Linked DNA regions of Mus musculus: regions 1 and 2 are each linked to region 3. A link is a contact called in public Hi-C data. All regions are on one chromosome and are shown on one strand. The core of a region is the stretch at or near the end of the contact, and the rest is flanking DNA. Distances in the headings are between cores, read along the strand shown. Region 1 has its middle 6.3 kb from the start of Gm31240. Region 2 overlaps Gm40678 (a long non-coding RNA gene). Region 3 overlaps 1700023F02Rik (RIKEN cDNA 1700023F02 gene).

Evidence for each region. Hi-C and Micro-C count contacts between places; a contact is called where the count stands out from the background.
Region 1: a Hi-C map of cerebellum shows a contact between it and region 3, with 2.0 times the contacts expected there. The contact joins two enhancer-like sites. A contact is called at or near these places in 2 of 484 Hi-C or Micro-C datasets (both in cerebellum).
Region 2: a contact with region 3 is called in a Hi-C map of cerebellar granule neurons, with 3 times the contacts expected there. The contact joins two enhancer-like sites. A contact is called at or near these places in 2 of 484 Hi-C or Micro-C datasets (cerebellar granule neurons and cerebellum).

The regions. Positions count from the first base shown.
Region 1 is chr10:66,737,893-66,740,592 of GRCm38.p6, forward strand. It overlaps the pseudogene Gm18777. Among named protein-coding and RNA genes, the nearest start is that of Gm31240, 6.3 kb to the right of the region's middle. Within about 2 kb of position 1,344, at least 3 of the 459 cell types and tissues checked have an H3K27ac peak or open chromatin away from gene starts, as enhancers often do. A contact at or near this core is called in cerebellum, where this site is marked.
Region 2 is chr10:66,806,172-66,808,871 of GRCm38.p6, forward strand. The region is part of intron 2 of Gm40678 (a long non-coding RNA gene); the gene reads right to left. Among named protein-coding and RNA genes, the nearest start is that of Gm40678, 22 kb to the right of the region's middle. Within about 2 kb of position 1,385, at least 12 of the 459 cell types and tissues checked have an H3K27ac peak or open chromatin away from gene starts, as enhancers often do. A contact at or near this core is called in cerebellar granule neurons and cerebellum, where this site is marked.
Region 3 is chr10:66,180,050-66,182,782 of GRCm38.p6, forward strand. The region is part of intron 2 of 1700023F02Rik (RIKEN cDNA 1700023F02 gene); the gene reads right to left. Among named protein-coding and RNA genes, the nearest start is that of Gm22829, 11 kb to the left of the region's middle. Within about 2 kb of position 1,377, at least 2 of the 459 cell types and tissues checked have an H3K27ac peak or open chromatin away from gene starts, as enhancers often do. A contact at or near this core is called in cerebellar granule neurons and cerebellum, where this site is marked.

The sequences.
Region 1 (2,700 bases), core at 94-2,593, 560 kb after region 3:
CCGAGGGCTCGCCTACACATATATACAGAGGAAGACTTCCTGGTCTGGCCTCAGTGTGAGAAGACGCATGTGCCTAACCCTCGAGAGACTTAAGGCCCCAGGGAGTGGGGAGGCCTGGTGCGAGGGGAAGGGGTGGAGACATCCTCGTGGAGAAGGGAGGAGGAGGAGGAGGAGGAATGGGATGAGGAACTGTGAGAGAGCAGACCCGGATGTGTAATGGCCAGACTGTAAAAAACATAAATAATAATAATAACAATAATAACAAACGTTGTGATTGGTTTCCTTTCAGATTTTCTCTTTGTCCATTCATTGAAGGGTTTTCGATCACGAACTGGGTAGGCCGAAATGCTGAAAGGTTGCCCACCAGCTACTAGAATGCAGTTCCTAGCGTCCTGGACTCAGCCTCCCCAGTGAGTGAACAGCAGCGCAATATGTGGTAGCCCTTGCTTAGAGAAAAGAAACGAAGGAAATTGACCCAGGATATAAATCTCAAGGGAGGGCAGGTTGGCGGAGCGCAGTTCCAGCACCCTGAGCCATGCTGTGGTTTGCTATTTACAATGATAGTGGATGTGTTTTGTTTTTTGTTTTGTTTTGTTTTTTACTATTACTGGTTGGTGTTTTGGTTTTGTTTGTTTGTTTTTAAAAACATTTCTCTATGTAGCCCTGGCTGTCCTAGAACTCCCTCTGTAGGCTAGGGTACCTTCAAACACTCGGAGATCCACCTGCTTCTGCTGATATTAAAGGTGTGCACCACCACCACCTGGCTGGTGGGTAAGTTCTTAGTCTGTCTCTTGGGTCTCCCACTTACAAAATGATAGTCCTTTACCTGCCTTAACATGGTTGTCATGGAGATTAGCATTTGGTGCACAGTAATCACCATTCAGAAAAGGGTTAATGAAATAAAATAAGAGGTAAACGTGGGTAAGCCCACTCCACAGGAAGCAAGGCCATTTGATATAAAGCAACCTGACACTTAAAAAGGAGTTTCTATTGAAAAATCAATCCAAAAGTGTGACAGGGCCACCTTAGAGAACCGTACCTTTAGTGCAAAAAAAACTGATGTTGCCTCTGACCATCAGAAAGATCTCAGGGGCATATGTATGATGCTCCCTCTGCCTTTAGGACGCCTTCAGTTCTAGCAGCTGCAGGAAAAGCTGGATTCAGTCATTAGCCAGAATTCAGAACTACCCTCTCCCAGTCCCCTCCCCCCTCCTCCCTCCCCCCTCCCCCCGCCATGAGTCACCTGAATCCACGTTGAACACAAAGGAAATTAACTGTGCCCTTCCCAGATGGCAAAGAGATTCACACTCTTTCTGAAAATGCTCATCTCGCCCAAATCTGTCTCCCCGCGGGAGACATGTGCCTGCTGCCTGAATACTCCAAAGGATTAAGGAAGGCTGTGTGCAGACTCTAATGGCTACATTTACTCAACAGTTATGGGAGAAATGAATATTTTGACACAAAACAACACTTCTACCTTCCCATTACCAATTCAACTATTCCCACGCCCCCAAAAAATAAAAAAATAAATAAAAAATAAAAAATAAGCCATTCTCCACTAGGAAAGATGACTACATTACCCACAGTGATCTATCTTAACAATTAAAGAAGGCCAGGGTACCCAGCATGTTCACATATCAATGGCTGGTGTATACTTCTCCTATCTGCTTTTCAAAAAGCCTTAAGAAAAACAAAAGCTGGGGAGTCTAGTTACCTGTACAGTCTCCATTGATGAACACTCTTCAAAACATCAATTGGCACTCTCGGCACCAGATCTGGTAAGAAACTAAGCAGAGTGCCTGACTGAAGTCAGCCCTAAAGATGTATGGTACTTGGTTCACATGCCGGCAGTCATCCTTATCAAACGGTACCCTGCCACCTCAGCATCACGAGGAAGGCTGGGGCTTACCCTGGGTCTTTATTTCTGTGTCAGATCTAGGATCCAGAGATGAGAAAGAGGGCTGGCTTCAGGAGTAAGCATACCATAAGCCAGTTGAGGGATCTGCACTAGTCATCGAGAACACAGAAATGTAGAGTGTGTGTGCACATGTGTGTAGAGGCCAGAGGTTCTGCTCCTGTCCATTCATCGAGAGCTATGCATCTTGTTTTTTGAGACTAGGTCTTTCATTCTCCTGGAACCCACCAAGTAGACTGAGCTGACTGGTCCCCAAAACTCAGGTGTTGCCCCGTGTCTACCTCACCAGAGCTGGGATTCTAAACATATGCCATCATACCTGACTTTTTTATTGATGTTCTCCCATGGACCACAGTGAACATGCATGGTTTTCACGGATGAGTTTAGGACAGGAAGGGAAGGAAGAAGGAAGAGGCGTCCAAAACGTGAATGTGTTGTGTACAAAGAGAAATGACAGACACAACCCCCTCCCTTAGCCCTTGGCACTATCTTTTTCTTTGTCTTCCCCATTCTTTGGATACGTGTGCCATGGCTATCTCCCTTCAGAAATGCTCCCATAGTTTGTGGACATTTCACATTAGCATCTTTTACAAGAACCAGCTCTGCCTCCCATGTGCCATTCCGTTTTGTTAGGAACTCAAGTCACCATGGGAATCTGTTACCCCAGCGATCCTTTCTAAGTTCTAAAAGCCCTCAAAGCCCTGAGCAGTACTATAGCTCCTCACAGCCTTCTCTTCATCACTTAATATCATCAGCATTGTTCAAGAAATTGGATTTCCTCCTGT
Region 2 (2,700 bases), core at 135-2,634, 630 kb after region 3:
CGACTTACTCATTTTTGAATTTCCTATAGAGGATCTCTTTGCATGCATGTGGTCCCCCTGCAGGAGACATAGTCTGATCCCCAATTTACAGATTAAACAAACTGAAGTTTGGATCGCATACGCAACACAGCCAAATACACATGTTGAATAAATCGCTGTATGAGTTAAAGACAGATGGGAGAGGGGGTGGGTAGATAGATAGATAGATCGATAGATAGATTATAAATTGGTAGGAGGTAGATGATAAATGGAGAGATGATAGATAGATAGATAGATAGATAGATAGATAGATAGATAGATAGATAGATAGATAGATAGGTAGATAGAGACAGGCAGACTCGAGTCAGCTATGAAATAGTAACAACAAAAGAATCACATCTGAGAACTAAGAATCCAAAGGTTACTCTGTCCTTAGGCTAGTGCCTCGGAGCCCTGGTTGTCTTGCAATGGCTATCTTCTACTGGGGCAGGCCCAACAATGGGTAGTTGGACAGTCCACAAGGCTGGGTACCTCAGCATCCCAATCTGGCTCCCGAAGACAGAAGCTCCCTAGAGAACCATGATAGAAACTTGGAAATGCTGGTTCTACTATCAGAGCAGGAATCTACAGCTCAGGGGCAAGAGGGAGCCCAAGCGAGTGGAAGGGGAGAAACCCTGCGCCCACCAAGCCCTTTTCATCTAGAGAAGATCCCGCCCGCAGTCATGGTGAGTCTTCCTGCATCAATTTACCACAATAAGGACAATCCTTTGGGTTAGGCTTCCTCCCCCGTGGATTCTATTTGTGCCAAGAGTACATTAAAACCAACCACACCAACATCTCCACCGAGGTCAGCCTGGATTTCTGCTTCTACCCTCGACTTTTCTTCCTACGTGAGAGGAATGAAGCCACTACAACGCCATCATGGAACAAGTATCTACTTACTGGGTAATGGTGAAATTATTATGGTATAGTTCACTGGACCATAACTGTACCGGGCTCTAGGCATTGGCTGGAGCAGAACCTACCCTGTCTTCCTGAGGTTGACTGTCAGGCAAATGGCAGATGCATTCATTAAATGTAAGATCCAATAATCACTCTACTATTACACTGCAAAAGTGCTATGAAGGAAACAAGTTCCCTGCCGTGAGCCAAGTGTGAGTCCCAGGGCTGGCTTAGTCTCAGGGAAGGAACTATGGAGTCAGAAGCAGTGGGAGGCGCCTTGCCGGTCTGCCAGGGTCTCGGAACCGCAAAGGGCAAGCATACTTCTGGCCCACCACTCTGCATTACTGGCCCTTCTCTTCTCCCCTAATTGGCGCCTTGAAGGTGTCTCCTGCGTTTTCCCTTCACGCCCAGTGCCTGGCTATATGTTCAGCTTACCCTGGCACTGCAGCACCACAGCCACGCAGAAAAAGTCCCACGTAAAGCGACACCATTCAGAGAGAAGAATTGGCCCAAGTGATTAGGGCACGTGTTGGGTTCTATTTGGCGGGTCTGAGTCCCGAAGATTTAGAGACTATTATTTCCTGAGGAAGAGGAGGCTGGTGGAGGGGATGAACAAGCTATTATGCTGACACCAAAATTAAGGCAATGTTCTGACACTGTTCTGAACTGAGCAGCAAGCTGGGTTCCTGCCGCCCATGAGCCTTGCCTTTGCTACCATCTGCTGGTCACTATGGGAAATGCGCTATAACTCACCCAGACCTCTCTTTTTTTTTTTTTTTTTTTTTTTTTTTTTTCCATTTTTTATTAGGTATGTAACTCATTTACATTTCCAATGCTATACCAAAAGTCCCCCATATCCACCCACTCCCACTCCCCTGCCCACCCACTCCCCCTTTTTGGCCCTGGTGTTCCCCTGTACTGGGGCATATAAAGTTTGCAAGTCCAATGGGCCTCTCTTTCCAGTGATGGCCGACTAGGCCATCTTTTGATATATATGCAGCTAGAGTCAAGAGCTCCGGGGTACTGGTTAGTTCATAATGTTGTTCCACCTATAGGGTTGCAGATCCCTTTAGCTCCTTGGCTACGTTCTCTAGCTCCTCCATTGGGAGCCCTATGATCCATCCATTAGCTGACTGTGAGCATCCACTTCTGTGTTTGCTAGGCCCCGGCATAGTCTCACAAGAGACAGCTACATCTGGGTCCTTTCAATAAAATCTTGCTAGTGTATGCAATGGTGTCAGCATTTGGATGCTGATTATGGGGTGGATCCCTGGATATGGCAGTCTCTACATGGTCCATCCTTTCATCTCAGCTCCAAACTTTGTCTCTGTGACTCCTTCCATGGGTGTTTTGTTCCCAAATCTAAGGAGGGGCATAGTGTCCACACTTCAGTCTTCATTCTTCTTGAGTTTCATGTGTTTAGCAAATTATATCTTATATCTTGGGTATCCTAGGTTTGGGGCTAATATCCACTTATCAGTGAGTACATATTGTGTGAGTTTCTTTGTGAATGTGTTACCTCACTCAGGATGATGCCCTCCAGGTCCATCCATTTGGCTAGGAATTTCATAAATTCATTCTTTTTAATAGCTGAGTAGTACTCCATTGTGTAGATGTACCACATTTTCTGTATCCATTCCTCTGTTGAGGGGCATCTAGGTTCTTTCCAGCTTCTGGCTATTATAAATAAGGCTGCTATGAACATAGTGGAGCATGTGTCCTTCTTACCAGTTGGGGCATCTTCTGGATATATGCCCAGGAGAGGTATTGCTGGATCCT
Region 3 (2,733 bases), core at 127-2,626:
TCACAAAATAGCAACACCATCACATGAGAAGCCCTCCTCTGAGCTGTTGGCCAGCATTGTCCAACAGATTTTCATAAAACACTACAAGGCTATTGGTATTTCCCTTGGTTGCCCACTAGAGGTGGAAAGTAAGTCTCTATTGCTAAAGAAACCATGGACTTCATATACAGAGCTCAAAGACATCTGAGCTAAAATTGGCCTGAATGCTTTCCCCCTAAAAACTAGCTTTCATGTTACTAGAAGATACCATGCAAGTTTCTAAAGGAGAGAAGCATCCAACTGTCATACCCAGTTGTATCTCCTGTTAACAATAACCAACAACCAGCAAGGCAGGAGAACCCTAAGGGTGCCGTAATGGCATGCATACATTGGTAGTAACCAACAGCTCTCTAATTTGACTTAAGACCCACTCGACAAGAGGGAAAACATGCCTAGTTCTAGAAACCTATCCAACTACCCAAGGCTAGTAAAACCATGCTTATTCGAATAGAACCTATAGTCACCACTTTACTAAAACAACATAATCCATAACTATATTTTAAATGTTTATCTTTATACCCACAGAAAAATATAGTCTTCATTCCTAATCAAGGAAGTCTCTCTTTGCAACAGACACAGTTAATTACAGAAAACTATAACCAACAGAGTCCTATATCCCAGTTCCAATGTTTTTGCATACAATACAATTTCCACATTTAAGGCTCAGGAAGCATTGTATAAGAGGAGGCCAAAAGATTAGAAGAGGCAGAGGATCAGGGAGTTTGCTGTGAGATTGTGCCTCATAGTAATGTCAGAAGCTACACCTATAAAGTCTCACCAGCATGACTACCTAAACATGAGCTAAAAATGGAGAACAAAGATTTAAACAATAAAACATGCTAAGGAAGTCAGGGAGAAAACCCACAAGGCCTCAAACCCATACAAAAACTACAGGCAACTAAGGAATGCTAAAAGAGGCGAAAGCCTTTCCCAGAGAAGAGCTCATGAATTGGTTATCCAATACCAAAATACCAAGACGGTAATCTCTGAAAAAAAATGTAACATATAATTTTATGTTTGTGATATATATATATATATATATATATATATATATATATATATATTTGTGTGTGTGCATATATATTTAGGAATGCATATATATACACACTCATATAGACATATAACAACAATTAATGATAAATGAGGACATGTATTTGAAAGACAGAGAGGAGAAGTATATGAGAATGAGGAAAGGGAAAGCAGAAATGATGTAATTTCGTTATAATCTCAAAAAGAACAGGATATGACCAGTTTGGCTCTTAGGATGAGACATGCATAGGACAGTAAATTGGGACAGATGTCTCAGCTGGGGGCCTAATGCACATGAAAGAGAGCCCAAATGGGGCCAGTAAAGCCACCTGGCAACCTGGCAGTTGACTACAGGCACACAAGAGAGCCCTGCCAAGCCCAACAGATTTCCAGAAACTTCCCACTGGCTACTTCATTTGGAATCAAGACTAAATAGATCGATGCCTTAAGTTCTCTGTGATAGGTGATTTCTCATGCACCAAGTAGTCAACTAGCAGACTAATTGTCACACACTTGAAAGCTTATACACCTAAGCATCTCATCTAGGACTTGGTGGATTTAACACTGTGAAAGCACAAAATCACACACACACATACACACGGGGTGAAGGGAAGTGAATGTGATAAAAGGAATCTACAAATTACTATGACTTCATTTCTCATATCCATTGCTCTGATCATGCCATTTTCCAATGATATGTTGTGCAGCCAGTGTCCTGTCATTCAGATTCTTTCCTCCTCATTTCCTATGATTCTGAGTATTCGTGAATTGGGTTCCTCTACTCAATATTTAAAAACAAAACATGTGTTTCTATCTTCTATATTACCTCTGCATGGCTCGATCTTCGCTTGCTCTATTCCGCTCCCTCTACTGCTCCTCCCCTTTTTCCCCTCCCCCCTCCCCTCTCTCCCTTCCCTCCCCCTTGTGATGGTCTCTACTGCCCAGTAAAATAACCAATCTTCTTCTCAATTATTTTCAAGTATGAAGAATAATGACCACTCATTGAGGCATGCTCGTCCTAAATAAACTTAAATGATTTAAAATTGTCTTGTCCTTTCCCATCACAGAGAAGAAGAAGCCTAAAGTAGCACACAATGACTGAAATATCCAAGTATATTCCATGTTCCTATAACTGAGTCAGGTCAGTCTGCAGATAAGTATTTGAAGATGAAGAGATTATCTTGGGTACACAGTGGTCGTACACATTCCTCAGGACCATGGAGTTTGGAAAAGGAGATGCTCCCAAGTAGACAAATGAAGCCAGATCAGTATCTCTCATGCTGCACTATAGCTAATTCCTAAGGTATCAAAAGCTTTAATGTACTACCCATAACTGTGAAACCATTAGAGAAAACATACATAAAACACTTCGGGATATAATCAGGGATTTTCATATAGCACAAGAAATAATGAAGAATTGATAAACAGGGTTGCATGACATTGAGAGACTTTGGCACAAGAAAGGCAACCAAAAACCCGAATGGGACACTATGGAAAGGGAAAATTTGCTGTCTACATATCTGACAGAGAATTAATATTGAAGATATATTAAAAACAGCCAAATTAAGCAACAACAACACAAAACTGCCTTTTGATATTTAGGCTAAAGAACCAGAGCTCTCAAAGAATAAATAAATAAATAAATAAATAAATAAATAAATACAA